Linked DNA regions of Pan troglodytes: region 1 is linked to region 2. A link is a contact called in public HiChIP or PLAC-seq data. All regions are on one chromosome and are shown on one strand. The core of a region is the stretch at or near the end of the contact, and the rest is flanking DNA. Distances in the headings are between cores, read along the strand shown. Region 1 holds the start of P3H3 (prolyl 3-hydroxylase 3). Region 2 holds the start of ZNF384 (zinc finger protein 384).

The links. HiChIP or PLAC-seq counts read pairs in DNA pulled down with a chosen protein or histone mark.
Region 1: an H3K4me3 HiChIP or PLAC-seq map of stem cell-derived excitatory neurons shows a contact between it and region 2, with 2.3 times the contacts expected there. The contact joins the promoter of P3H3 here to the promoter of ZNF384 in region 2. A contact is called at or near these places in 1 of 7 Hi-C or Micro-C datasets (stem cell-derived neural progenitor cells) and 1 of 1 datasets of contacts at active chromatin or transcription factors (stem cell-derived excitatory neurons).

What each region holds. Positions count from the first base shown.
Region 1 is chr10:14,009,481-14,012,180 of NHGRI_mPanTro3-v2.0_pri, reverse strand. P3H3 (prolyl 3-hydroxylase 3) reads right to left here and starts at 1,401. Exons shown (of 15, transcript XM_016922862.4): 1 at 700-1,401. The coding sequence starts at 1,197. GPR162 (G protein-coupled receptor 162) reads right to left here. Exons shown (of 5, transcript XM_016922866.3): 5 at 2,544-2,700.
Region 2 is chr10:13,871,633-13,874,332 of NHGRI_mPanTro3-v2.0_pri, reverse strand. It overlaps ZNF384 (zinc finger protein 384), which reads left to right and starts at 1,342. Exons shown (of 9, transcript XM_054664025.2): 1 at 1,342-1,566.

The DNA.
Region 1 (2,700 bases), core at 152-2,651, 140 kb before region 2:
AAGACGTCGGAGTTGGGTGGGACATGGGTCTCAGGACTTCAGGACCTCAATTTGGGAGACCAGGTGGAAGTGATGGCTTAAGTGAGGTGGGGAAGTGGGGGAGACCTCAGCGACCAGCAAAACCCGCAGGTCTCTAGGACCCTGAGCTGAGGTGAGTACAACCGGCGCCCCGCTTCCCCAGCCACGTAGGCAACTGCTGCGGTACCGGCGGCTGCGGCGTGCTGTCCCCTCCCCGCCCGCAGAGGTCTGGCCTCGGAGGACCCCAACCTGGCCTCCGTCTGCTCCTTCCTTTCCGAAGCTACCTCCTGCCCCAAGCGAAGGTTCACACTCACCACCACCCCCGACACACACACACACCCACGCACACTTCCCGTCCGAGAGCCGGTTTCGCCCCCACCGCCTCCGCTTCATTCCTAGGAAGAGGCGGCCCGGTCCCTCCATCTTCGATCTGCTCCCGTCCCACCTCACGACCTCCCCGCCCCATTCCCATTCTGCTCGCACTCCCCCTCGGCTGCTCCTCTGCGATCTCAAGAGGTCCTCGCGGTCGCTTAGCCAGCTCCTACGCAGAGGCCCGCGGTACGCTCCCCAGCCCCGTCCGGGGCCCGGGCAACAGCATTCCGCCTACTCCTGGGCAACGCAAAGTAGGACAGCGTCGTGGTGAGGGCTGGGACCCTCGGAGCTGCCCGGCCCGCTCCCAACCTGGTAATAGGCCCTCTGCAGGTAGTTGTAGGGCTCCCGACGGCGGAAGGCGTCCCGGAGCGCGCTCCCCACGCGAAGCCGCGCCGCGCCCCCGGGGCCCAGCCTCCGTGCTGCGCACTGGGTCAGGCAGTCTGCGCGGCGGAGCGCTGCACGGAGAAGCTGTCGTTCCCAGGACCCCTGCGTGGGTCCCGGCCCGGAGTCGGGCTCCGGGGCCCCGAGAAGCACGGCGGGGAGCGCGGCGCCCGGATCGGCCGCGCAGCTCGCCCCGCAATCCAGCCGCACCCGGCCCAGCGCCGCCTGGCTCCGCAGCGCCTCCCGCAGCAGCGCCACGGCCGGCGCCCAAGCCCCGGCCGCGTAGGCGCGCAGCCCGTCAGCGTAGAGCAAGTCGGGGGCCTGCGGGGGCGCCCCCGGGGACAGCTGGGTCAGGCCGGGGGGCTCAGGGGACCCCGGGGGAGGCAGCAGCAGCAGTAGCAGCAGCGGCCGGAGGAGCCGGAGCATGATGTCGGAGCCGCCGGCAGCTGAGGGGAAATGCGGGAGCCGAGAGGGAGGGAGAGGAAAGGGGGGAAGGGGGAGGGAGGGGGAGGAAGGAGAGATGGAGAGGCGGAGGGAGAGGGAGAAATAATGAGGGAGGCCAAGAGAGAGAGAGAGAAGATGGGGCTGAGACCCGATGGTGGGAGAGGCCCATGTGAAAAGATGGAGAGAGAAGAGTGCTGAGTGGACAAAGCTGGTCTAGTGTGGAATAAGAGGGAGAAACCGGGAGGAGGAGGGCAAAAGGCGGGAACTGGAGCAGGCCTGGGCATCCATGAAGGATGACTTCAGCCCAAGCGGTGACTTCAGCCCCTGAGGTCTGGAGGTAACTACTGGGGCTGTGTTCCCTCCACACACACGCTTCTGGGTCCAGAAAAAGGAGTGTGGACGCCGATCCCCCCCTCGCCCCCCCCACCCCCCACACACACTCATCCACCCCTGCACTCCCACCCCCTCCACACTCATCCACCCCTGCACTCCCACCCCCCCACACACTCATCCACCCCTGCACTCCCCCCCCACACACTCATCCACCCCTGCACTCCCACCCCCCCAACACACTCATCCACCCCTGCACTCCCCCACACACACACTCATCCACCCCTGCACTCCCCCCAACACACTCATCCACCCCTGCACTCCCCCACACACACACTCATCCACCCCTGCACTCCCACCCCCCCAACACACTCATCCACCCCTGCACTCCCACCCCCCACACTCATCCACCCCTGCACTCCCACCCCCCCCACACACTCATCCACCCCTGCACTCCCCCCCACACACACTCATCCACCCCTGCACTCCCACCCCCCCAACACACTCATCCACCCCTGCACTCCCCCCCACACACACTCATCCACCCCTGCACTCCCACCCCCCCACACACACACACTCATCCACCCCTGCACTCCTTTGGAGAAAGAGCTTTAAAATGCAGCAAGGAGGAGGTGTCCAGCTCCGGGACACTGCGTCAGCCCCAAAACCTTTCCTGCCCATAAAGTAAGCCCCTGCATGGATTTGAGGTTAGAAGGAGAGTTGGGCACTGGGGCTGGAGCCACCCTCTAAAACCACCTCAACAAATCTGAACAGAGATCCTTCATACCCCAACCAACGAAGATGTGTGTCCTCAAGCCCCGCCCCCAGCAGGATATGCTCCTCCCAGCCTTCCCTGTGCGAGGCTGCCTGGTGGAGCATGTGATCATTTCTCCATGTGTCCTTCTGTGCCTCTGTCTGCTGCCCCTGCTCTGTCGTGTCCCCTGTGAGCCACTGCACCCTCCAAGCCCCTTTCCACCGCAGTACACTGGACACTGAGGTTTCCATGGCAACACTTCAGACTTTAATACATATTGCTAGGGGTGATGGAAGCTGAGTAGGGCATCTGGTCACTTGGATGGGAGAGAGCAGGGCCTTCTGAGCCCCAAATCTAGCGCCCGTCTCCCCAGAGTCTGGAGGCAGCTGCCCTACTCTCGG
Region 2 (2,700 bases), core at 93-2,592:
AAAGTTATTTTTTGCTGGGCGTGGTGGCTCACGCCTGTAATCCCAGCACTTTGGGAGGCTGAGACAGGTGGATCAGTTGAGGTCAGGAGTTCGAGACCAGCCTGGCCAACATGGTGAAACCCCGACTCCACTAAAGATACAAAAAATTAGCCCGGTGTGGTGGCGGGCGACTGTCATCCCAGCTGCTAGGGAGGCTGAGGCAGGAGAATCGCTTGAACCCAGGAGGCAGAGGTTGCAGTGAGCCGAGATGGCGCCAATGCACTCCAGCCTGGGCAACAGGGTGACACTCTGTCTTTAAAAAAAAAAAAAAGTTATTTTTCTCAGCCAGAGGCTCTTACCATTAGTAGGAGAGACCTCAGTTCTGCTTAGAGCTGAGCCCAGGGGGATTCTGGCCAGGTCGGGGTGCACGCTTGTAACAGCATTCACTTGTTCAAACAACATATTCAGCATTTACTATATGCTCAGCAAAGCAACGTATTTCCTTCCATGAGGAGCTGACAATCTTGCTGGGGAATCACATGTATGAAATAGTTAAAATATCAATAAAAGGTACGTATTAAATGCTATGGGAATTCAGAGGGACCATTACAGGTTGGAGCAATCAGGCAAGGCTTCCTAAAAGGGTTCATATTAGGTGTTCATAATGAACTATAGTTCATTTATACAACAAGAGTTTACAGACCACTTAACTGCCAGGATATGAGGATACAGCAACGAACAATTCAGTCCTCGCTGTCCTGTAGCCAATATTTTAGTTGGGAGAGGTGGACAGCAAACAATAAATCAGGCAGTAATAAGTGCTATATTTAAAAGTAAAACAGGGTAAGGGGATAGAGATGTGGGTATGGGCAACAAGAAAAGACCAAAGTAAAGAAAGGAAGGGATGTGTCAGAGAGACAGATTTTGATGGCTGGGAGAGTTTCTAACTGGACCTAAGTAGGGACCGCAGAAAAACAAGGATACGTCCTAGTCCTTTCCCGCATACTCAAAGCATTGAGACATTCTTGGGGGTATCAGAAAAAATAATGGTAATTTCCTACATCAGCTTATTCAAAATCCAGAGGGAAGAGAAACGGGGTCCCAGCATCTGAGGAACCCACACCTCCTCTCCTACCTTGATGGATAATTCATGAACCTGTCGCGTTTCCACCCCCCCACCTTCCCCAGATGTCCCTTCCGGAAGCCCAGGGCCGCAGTCCTCCGGTTTCAGCTTTGGCCCCTAGCGGAACCCGCCTTCACTTCCGCCATAGCGTCACATCCCCTCTTCCCAGTCGCTGGGCAGAAGCTATTTCCGCCCCGAGTTATCGTAACTTCTGCCCTGAATATATCGCAGCGCTAGCGGCGCCGGATGTGTTCCAGCCACTCCCGGAAGTGACTCGGCTTCTGCACGCCCCTCTTTCTCCATTAGCGCCCCCCCTACATTGCTATTTCCCTCCCTCCCCCCTTTTCGTTTCCGGCGCTCCCGCCTTCTCTCCGCAGAGCTCTTCTCTGAGCCTGTTGGGGGGAGGGAGGGGGGCGTGGAGGAACTGGGGTTCGCGGGAGCACGAGCTGCAGCACCACTTCCGGGTGAGTGCAAGGGGAGGGCGGCAAGGAGGGGGGGCCACCCACTACCTCGCGCCCCCGCCCTGCGGGTGTCTCGCGCGCGTTCCGTGCGTGTGAGTGTGTGGGTCTGTCTCGCGCCAGAAGTGCGTGCCCGCGCGCTGCGCCTTGCGCTTTTTCCCCTCCCTCGCCCCTTCCTGGTCCTCCCACCCCACTCGGCTCCCTCCTTTCCCAGCAAACGCCGCCCCTCCCGCGCCCTGGCTCAGGCTCTGGCGCCGCCGCAGCCGTCGCCGCCCGGTGAGTCTCGCGCCGCTACAGCCGGCGCGCGCCAAGCTGCTTGCTCCTCCCCCCTCCCCTTTTCCTTGGGCAGGCGGGGAAGGGGGGGTCCACGATGTGACTGTGTGTGTGTCCGTCCCGGAACCGGAAGTGGTTGTGGAGGAGCGGGCGATGGGAAGGAATGGGGGGGTTTAGGGGGCGGGTGCCTGTCTGGTGGGTGGCAGAGTTCAGCTCCCTGGAGGGGAAGGAGGGACGTCCCAAGGAAGGGTCTTTGAGAAAGGGGTAGGGGACGACATCAGGAGAAGGCTCCCAGGAACTGTCTCAGGGGAGCGAAGGTTTTGAGGGGACAGCTGGGGTCTCCAGTAGATAGACCACGGTGCAGGCTGAGGGAGGTACTTCTTGGCACAAGGCCTCGGGTAGGCAGGGGGCGAAGTCCTCGAAGAAGTGGGGGGAAGGCTAGAGGAAGTGGCTGGGCCTGAACTGGCACTGTGCCTGCCACAAGGTCTTGTGCATCCCCCAGCCCTCAGCTTTGCCTTCTGAAGCCACTCCTCAGGGGCAGAGACCCTCCTCCTCCTCCATCTCTAATGTTCTCTGACCCCTGGTTACCTGTGGCCTGGGAACGAACAAGGACCAGTCTCTGAGCCTAGGAGTGAAACCCAAACGCTGGTGATAGAATTCGTCTTAGTTTCTGGGAACTGGATTTATTTCTCTCGTATCCACGTAGAGGGTAGCACTAGACTGCTGTTATTATATCCACCCGTCTTTGGATTGCTGGTTGGGGGGTCTGCCTGCCTTCCAGACTGACTGCTGACAAATAATTCCTGAGGTTCTCCACAGTTCTCTGGTGGCTGCACCCTGCCTGGCCCCTGTAACCTAGACAATTTG